Regions from separate parts of the Mus musculus genome. Here regions 1 and 3 are each linked to region 2. The links are chromatin contacts, called in public Hi-C maps. All regions are on one chromosome and are shown on one strand. Each heading gives the region's core, a stretch centred on a gene start, on an enhancer-like site or on the middle of the called end of the contact. The rest is flanking DNA. Distances are from core to core; before and after follow the strand shown.

What was found. A called contact is a pair of places that touch in the nucleus more often than the background predicts.
Region 1: a Hi-C map of liver shows a contact between it and region 2, with 3 times the contacts expected there. The contact joins two enhancer-like sites. A contact is called at or near these places in 1 of 39 promoter capture datasets (liver), 2 of 15 datasets of contacts at CTCF or cohesin (the NIH/3T3 cell line and large pre-B cells), 6 of 484 Hi-C or Micro-C datasets (the G1E-ER4 cell line, the MNK3 cell line, liver and 1 more), 7 of 115 datasets of contacts at active chromatin or transcription factors (acute myeloid leukemia, bone marrow-derived macrophages, differentiating embryonic stem cells and 3 more) and 1 of 9 other capture datasets (embryonic stem cells).
Region 3: a contact with region 2 is called in a Hi-C map of granulocyte-monocyte progenitors, with 4 times the contacts expected there. The contact joins two enhancer-like sites. A contact is called at or near these places in 2 of 484 Hi-C or Micro-C datasets (granulocyte-monocyte progenitors and macrophages).

The regions. Positions count from the first base shown.
Region 1 is chr19:21,329,165-21,331,864 of GRCm38.p6, forward strand. No RefSeq gene overlaps it. Among named protein-coding and RNA genes, the nearest start is that of Zfand5, 58 kb to the left of the region's middle. Within about 2 kb of position 1,312, at least 17 of the 459 cell types and tissues checked have an H3K27ac peak or open chromatin away from gene starts, as enhancers often do. A contact at or near this core is called in liver, where this site is marked.
Region 2 is chr19:21,030,744-21,033,443 of GRCm38.p6, forward strand. It overlaps a transcript of Tmc1 not described here. Among named protein-coding and RNA genes, the nearest start is that of 4930554I06Rik, 73 kb to the right of the region's middle. Within about 2 kb of position 1,363, at least 98 of the 459 cell types and tissues checked have an H3K27ac peak or open chromatin away from gene starts, as enhancers often do. A contact at or near this core is called in granulocyte-monocyte progenitors, liver and macrophages, where this site is marked.
Region 3 is chr19:21,440,525-21,443,224 of GRCm38.p6, forward strand. All of the region lies in intron 1 of Gda (guanine deaminase), which reads right to left. Among named protein-coding and RNA genes, the nearest start is that of Gda, 31 kb to the right of the region's middle. Within about 2 kb of position 1,432, at least 42 of the 459 cell types and tissues checked have an H3K27ac peak or open chromatin away from gene starts, as enhancers often do. A contact at or near this core is called in granulocyte-monocyte progenitors and macrophages, where this site is marked.

The sequences.
Region 1 (2,700 bases), core at 62-2,561, 300 kb after region 2:
CTCCCAAGGAGGAGCCCTGACCTTCTGTGAGCTGGCATTACAGAGGGATTGTGGTCCAACCCTGGGCCCAGTGGGTCCTGACAACCCTGTTGTTTACCGTTCATCAGCAGGTGGCCGTTCCAGCACCCTTTGATTTCTGTGGCTCCGGAGCAGTGGGTTTAGACCTCAGATGAATAAGCAGCGGCTCCCTTGGTGTTGACTGGCAGTGGTTCCTAGTGGCCAGGGCCAGGCAAGGTTTAAGAAGGATTAGGCGTAGATTAGAAAAGGGTGGAGGTTAGAGCTAAACTTTACAATCCCATATTGTGGTCTCATAAATGCCTTGGTTTCATAAGAGGATGGCAGGTCGACACCCTTAGCCTTACTGCTCCAGATGTAAAAGCTGGGAGCCAGCTGTTCTTCTCTAGAAGGCCAGGACATGTTGCATGTGGTTCTCTTGTCAGAGTTCTGGATCCTTGGGAATGTGATGAAGGCCCTAGATACATATATATTTTTTTCCTATAGAGCTGTCACAAGTGCTTGGCACATATGAAAACTCTCAATCTCTGTCTCTGTCTCTCTGTCTCTGTCTCTCTGTCTCTGTCTCTCTCTCTCTCTCTCTCTTTCTCTTTCTTCTTATTCTCTTAGGTTCTGAACCACTCAGGCTGGTGATATTCAGAGGATCTGCAGGGCTCAGCACAGGGAGGCCACATTTGTCCCTCATGGAACTGGGATAGGTGTTCTGCCAAGGCCCCAGCAAGTAGCCAGACTCTTCAATGACCCCTGTCATGTTGAATGGACCTTGTCACCAGGCCAGGTTTCCTTGGCAGTCTGGCGACTCGCTGGGGGCCCTGGCAGGTGTTCTTGTTTATTACACAAAGTCTTGCTCCATTCCCTGGCGACAGCTTGCGGACCAAAACTATTTCATCTCCCAGGGCAAACAGGTGAGAGGAGAGAGGGAACAAAACAGAACAAAACAAAACAAGGCAGACAGCTTTTTAAGGCATCGCTTTCTAGGTTCCCTGAAAAACTGTCCCCTGCTCTGAATTAACCGAGTGTTTGTCCACAAGTGAAAGAATTTGTGTGAACCTACCCCCATGTCCCCTCCCCAATTCATTCTCTCTCTCTTTCTCTCTCTCTCATTCTCTCTCTCTCTTCGGGGCTTGTCCTGAAAAACTTAAGAGGAGGCTTATACTCTCTACACCCAAGTAATTAGTCTCATCCTGAGGGTCTTATTTAGAGAGGACCCATGACATTATAAACATGGTGTGGGAGGTGGCCTAAGGAAGACCTTTACTGCTGCGACCTTTACAGCTCCTGTCCACCTCTAACCTTTACCACACAAAATCCTGGCTCAGTACCCTTGCAAGCAGACTATTGGACCCTGAAGAGCCCAATCTGCCAATCACTTTTTGGGCAACAGCAAATAGAATGTGTTACCCCTCCTAATTCCAGTTTTCTCTCAGGTTAAAAATGGTAGTTGTTTCCTGGCCCAATACTGAGAATACAGAGCAAGCTGTACCATATTTCAAACTCCAAGTGAACTTTCAATGACTGTGGACTGCTAATAAGTAATTCCTTATCCTTTGGAACACCGCCAACCTGTGCTGCTATGGTCTGAGTGTGTGTGTCACCTCAGAATACACTACTCTAATAAGTGGCCAGCCTTTGGGAGGTGATGAGCACACAAAAGTGGAGCTCTCCTGAGTGGGATCCGAGTCCTTACAGAAGAGTCCTAGCAGGGGCTAGAGCGATGGCCCAGCAATTCAGAAGAATTGCTCCTCCTCCAAAGGACCTAGGTTCAGTTCCGAGGACCCATGCCAAGCAGCTCACAGCCACCTGAAGCTCTTGCTCAAGAGGATCTTATACTTTTTCACTGCCTGCTTGGGCAACTATTCGCCTAACACACACAAACACACACACACACACACACACACACACACACACACACTAAATGAATAATAAATCTTTAAAAAAAAAAATAAGGCCTCCGAATCCTCAGAGAGTTTTCTTGTCCCTATCCATGGTATGACTATATAGCAAGGGGGTCCAAAGAAAATCCACACACAGGTCCTCACCAGAGACAGAACGTGATGGCCACTTGACCTTGAGCTTCCCAGCCTCCAGAGTCTTATGAAATAAATAGGTGTTTTGTAAATATGCTGTTAGAGCAGGACAAAGAGCTTAAGTGCCAGAAACACACATACAGGCTCACTACCATTTATTTGCACATTTATTTACATGCCACATGCTAACTCCAAGCATGACAATTAAATATTTGTCATCATTTAAGCATTTGGATGAACACTCTAATTCTTAGCAGGAAGGCTGGGGAACACAGGATGTTCATAGAGTACTGTAGAGTAAATAAGTTTGCAAATATTTAAGCCCCTCTCTCCCCTTTATTATCACCTTTAGGCCCATGGAAAGGACGGTAGAGATTTCTGTAAAGATTTATTACAGGTACAAGATGTCCTGTGCCATTTTCCCAGTGGGATCTTTTCCATGACCTTCCCAGTGGGTACCATGACTGTCATTACCACACTTCAAATGTTAACAGAGGCTCAGAGTGGTTAGGTAAATGGCACAGGTCCACAGGGCTCCTAAGTAGAAGAGCTAATTATAAATCTAGAGCTTCTTGCTTTACGTTGCTGTCATCTCTCCGAGTTCTTCTGGGAGTGTGCTTCTCCTCTTTCCACTCCCTAAAAATGATATGTTTCGTTC
Region 2 (2,700 bases), core at 113-2,612:
TGAAGCTTAAAGTAGGTGCTTCTATTTTGGTTGGCCTGTGAAATCTTCAGATAGCTATCCTCAAATATCATGATAATTGTTGGCTTATCCACGGTGCTCCAGTCTTTATTAGACTTCCCTCACAGCCCAGCTACTGTTTAATAAGCCCTCTGATTGGCAGTTTAGAATGCTTTCCCTTCTCAGTGGGGCTCTGTTTTGTAGCCCTGACATTTCACTCTTGCTAAATGATTTAGCGAGAAGCGTTTATCCTGGGGAACCTGGAACCACCAGCTGGCTCTCTAAGCCAGTCCCTGCCTGAAGCACTCAGTGCAGGATAGTTAAAGAACCTTGAATCAATAGTGCATTGTTAGCCAGTCCAGTTGGTTTGGTTACTCATGACAATCACTTTTAACAATATGGCCTCTCAGGCCAAAAGTCACATTTCCAGTTTTGAAGTGAATTGAGCAACTGATGGGTACAATGAAATGGCCTTACCATCTCATGCAAGAACCCAGCTCTTTGAGGTCCGCCTTGAGAAATCTATGGGCAATTCACCCATGCTGATTCTGAAATGTGTGCGGTCCATCTTTCCCAACAGAAATCTCTTCTCGGAAAGATTTTTATGAGGATCAACTCTGAAAACATAAATACAGCTTTTGGCACATACTATGCACATTACAAATGACTGGTAAACAGATTTATTGTTATAATTAGATTTCTGAAGCTGTATTAGTTTTACACATTGCTATAACAAGTATCATACAATGATTTAAATAAACAACAGGGATATGTTTATCTCATGGAGCTAGATGTAGGATGTTCCAAACATTGGCAGAACTCTCTCTGATATCTCTACAGAAAATCCCTTCCTTGTCTTTTCTCATCTCTGGTGATGGCTGGCAAGCATTGGTGCTCTGTGACATCAAATATCCTTCCCTGAGTGTCTTTACATTGTATATATTTGTCTCTGTCTCTATACCCGAGTTTCTATTTTTGTAAGGACACTAGAAAAAATGACTTCATTTTAGCTTTATTACTTCCCTATGACTATACTCCCAAATAAGGTCATATTCTTATATAGTGAGAACTTCCATGTGTCTTTTGAGGGTGACACAACCCAACCGCACAGCGGGCAGCAAGTCACTGGCTTAAAGTTCAGAATAGACTTTAAGGTTTTGTTTTCCCAGCACTGACATCTTTGCTCACATCCCTTTTCTTTACAAGGAACAGAGTTGCAGAATATTTTGGTCTCATGTCTCAATCCCCTTTGGTTATTAGATCACTTCAGGTAATCTATACCCTCAAGCTCTTATGGTTCCCCACAGTCCACTGCTTGATGTTCTGCTAAACCCAGCTCTGGAGGGAATAAACATGTGCTGATTCCCAGTGTGTAGTAAGTGCCGTATTGAGTAATCACACAAAGCTGACTCAGGCTACTGCAGGAGCAGGAACTGTTACTGGTATTGCCCCTAAAGACAAGCTCCTCCTCCCCTTCTCCTCTTCAACCCTCCAGGATGCATCTGTGCCCAGCCTTCAATGACAGAGTGACACTGAAGAACTAGAGAAACCACAGCTGTAGAGAGCGATGCTGAAATGACCCTTGTGGTGGCTTACCTCTGCTCACCTTCCTCCCTCTGCCTAGCATCTGATGTGACACTGAATTTCACCTTGGCCTTCTTTTATACTTTCTACCACCCTTTCCTTAGAAAAATCAACCTCCAGGCATTTTGCAGCTGTTGCAGCCACTGCGCACTCCTCGGGTGAGAAACCTACAAGAAGAATTCTGTCCCCTTCTCTTTTTAACTTATCTATGTAGAAAAGGCACCTTTGCTAATAATGACTTGGGGAATGAAGCACCTTCCACTTATGACTTAGAACGTAAACATTTGTCTCTCCCAATAGTCAACAGCTACAAGACAAGAGATTGTTCTTAGTAGGGAAGCAAGTGGTTATGAGGGGTCAGGCAGTTTGGAACCCACAAGTGTACTGGACAGAGCCGCTGTGAAGTCCATGCTCACATGAGACATAGAAAAAATGTACAGGAAAGAACAGCTTCCTCTAGATAAAGTCCCCCAAACCTCATCTTCCTTTAGATGGGCTTTACTAAGGCTTACTGGTAGAAATGGTGGAGTTGGACCAGCATTGTGAACACTAGGGTTGTTATTTAGCTTATTAGAGTGTTATTTGGTTATTAGAATAATAAAGCTATTACTCTAGCACTGACAAAAAAAAATCCCCACAAAAATAAGACATTAAATTCATTTGGTCTTTCTGGCAAGAAGTCAGAGATCAGGACTGTCATGTCCTAAAAAGAGGTCTTTCACTTTTAAAGGGATAGGATTTTATTAACCAGGCTCTTTCCACTGGGTAAAAGGTACTATTGGGCAACTGCTGGAGACAAAGGATAAAATGAAACATAACATTGTCATATGGAAAAGAATCTGCATTTTACATTGTATTATAGCACTGTTCCTTTAGTAGCAGAGAAATTTTGTTTCTTTAATAAGAATGGCCACTGTTTACTTTGCCTTCAAAGGCCAAAGACATAATGTATGACTGGGAGAGAATAACTCCACAGGCCTCTTTCCTTCACAGAGTGTGGTAGCCAGGATGACACAACAGTGAACAGTGCACATCAGCTGGCCTTTGGGGGATGGGACAAGACCCCAGAACAAGGACTGAGGACAGGGTTTGTGGCTGTTTCTCTAAAGTCCCTGAACT
Region 3 (2,700 bases), core at 182-2,681, 410 kb after region 2:
TACTCAAATAATTATCAAAGAAGAACCTTCCCATAACACTTATTTTACAAAGAAAATAATAGCTTCACAGTGAAGAAACATGGCAAAGACCACCCACATTGCTAACATCATCATCGACAATAGCAGGACACACCACCACCTTCTGACATGACGCACTGGGAACGCCACATTGATTCTGACATTCCTTCTCACATGTATCATCTGAAGCTCATCACGAGGAAACATGCAAACTAACCTGAGGGTCAGTGTAAGAGTTCTTATTCTTGAAAAGTATCTGGCACATAAACTATGAAGAAAGACCAAAACTTGCCCCAGGTGAAAGGCAAGTGAAGTGTGGCACACAAGTGGGACTTGGGATTTTGGAGCCAATTCTGCACCAGAGGGAGGAAGGGACATTTAAGGACATTATTGAGACCATGAGGAAGGCTCGAAGGGGATCTCGTTGTGTAGCAGAATTACACCAACGTTAATTTCCTAATCTTTGTGGTTATGATTATGTAAGGCTTTGTCACCAATGTTTAGAACGGGTGCAATGAAGGATTTCGATGGGAAGAATGTCTTAGTTTCTTGTCATTGTGATGAAATACTCTGATGAAATCAACGTGAGAGAAGTCAGCTGACTTAAAGCATGAACCAAACTTATAGTTTGTCTTATTTCATTGTGATAAAACACTGACCAAAACCAACTTGGGGAAGAAAGGGTTTCTTTGGCTTATATCTGATCATTGTCTGCCACTGACAGAAGCCAAGGCAGGAGCATAAGCAGACCATTCTTAGCATTATTAATAATATTCTGTTATGCACGGAGACAGGAGCCTAGCATAACTGACCTCTGACAGGCTCTACCCAGCAGTGGACTGAAACAGATGCAGATACACACAGCCCAACATTAGATGGAGGTCAAAAACACTTTCAGAAAAGATTGGGGAAGGATGGAAGGCCCTGAAGGAGATGGTAACCTCACAGGAAGACCAAGAGTCAACAAACCTCCACTCCTGGGAGCTCTCAGAAGTTTAGGCTGCCCACCAAAGGGCATACAAGGATTGGAACGAGTCCCCTGGCACATAAGTAACAGGTAGGCAGCTCAGGCTTCATGGCTACCTTGTCTGGCCTTGGTAGGAGAAGATGTGCTCAATCAAGCTGAGACTCAATGTGCCAGAGTGGGGAGAAACCTAGGGGGCTACACCCCACTCTCTCAGAGGAGAAAGGGAGGGGGCATGAGGGGAAAGGACTCTGTGAGGGAGAGACGGGGGGGGGGAGCAGCATCTGGAATGTTGAATTTATTAATTAACTATTATAAGAACAACCACAACTGACACTGAGATTACAGCAGAATGCTGCTTGCTGGTTTATCTACCATGCTTTGTTCAGCCTGATTTCCTGTAAAACTCAGGACCACCTGCTCAGAGGTGGTACTTCCTACATTGAGTTAGGCCGTCCCCTATCAGTCATTAACCAAAATATCCCCCACAGACTAGCCTATGGGCTAATCTGCTGGAAACACTTTCTCAGTTGAGGTTTCCCTTTTCACAGATGACTCGATATTCTGTCAAGTGGATTTAAAAAAAAAATTACTAGCACATAGACAGTCTGCCACAGTAGGGAGTCATAGTAGCTGGAGCCGGAGGGAGCTGGTTACATTATATCTATGATCAGAAACAGAGAACAAAGAATACAAACAGGCTTGTTTGCACTCAATCTCTTTCTCCAGGATAACGCATTTCAGCATCCCCTGACTAGGGATTAGGACCACCCACACTGAGTGGTTCTTCCCATCTCAATTAATGTAATTGACACAGTCCACCACAGACAGGCACACAGGCCAATTTAGTCTAGACAATCCTTCATTGAGATTTTCATCCCCAGAGATTCTGAATGGTATCAGGTAGAGACTTTAAACACCACAACTTTACCTCTTGTCAACTTTGCACACAAACATGTCCCTTTAAGCCATAACCTTCCACCCATGGTCCCAAAAGCCTTGTGTTTGTCTCATAACATATGTGATGGTTTGTATATTCTTGGGCCAGGGAGTGGCACCATTTTGAGGTTTGGCCTTCTTGGAATAGGTGTGACCTGGTTGGAGTAGGTGTGTCACTGTGGGTGTGGGCTTAAAATCCTCACCCCTAGCTGCCTGGAAGTCAGTCTTCCACTAGCAGCCTTTGGATGAAGAGGTAGAACTCTCATCTCTGCCTGTGCCATGCCTGCCTAGATACTGCCATGCTCCCATCTTGATGATAATGGACTGAACCTCTGAACCTGTAAATCAGCCCCAAATAAATGTTGTTTTTATAAGACTTGCCTTGGTCACGGTGTCTGTTCACAGTAGTAAAACCCTAACTAAGACAACAAATAACACAGTCCACTTTTTAAAAGTCCCCGTGGTCTTAAAACTTCCAATTTTAAAAACCTGAAGTCTCTCAACTCCCCGCCCCCCCACCCCCCACCTCAAACAAAACAAAAAAACCTGAAGTCTCTTAGCTCCGAGTGCCTATGGAAACAAAGCCATGCTTTAGACTCCCAACATATAATGGCACAGAATAAACCTTCCTGTTTCTAAAAAGAAAGGATTGGAACACAGCAAAGGGTGATCAACACATCAGCACCCACAGCTCTGTATCTAACATCTAAGGCTTGCAATGGAGTTAACTGGCCTGCACAAACTCAGGCAGCCTTACTCCTTCAGCCCTGCCTTCTGAA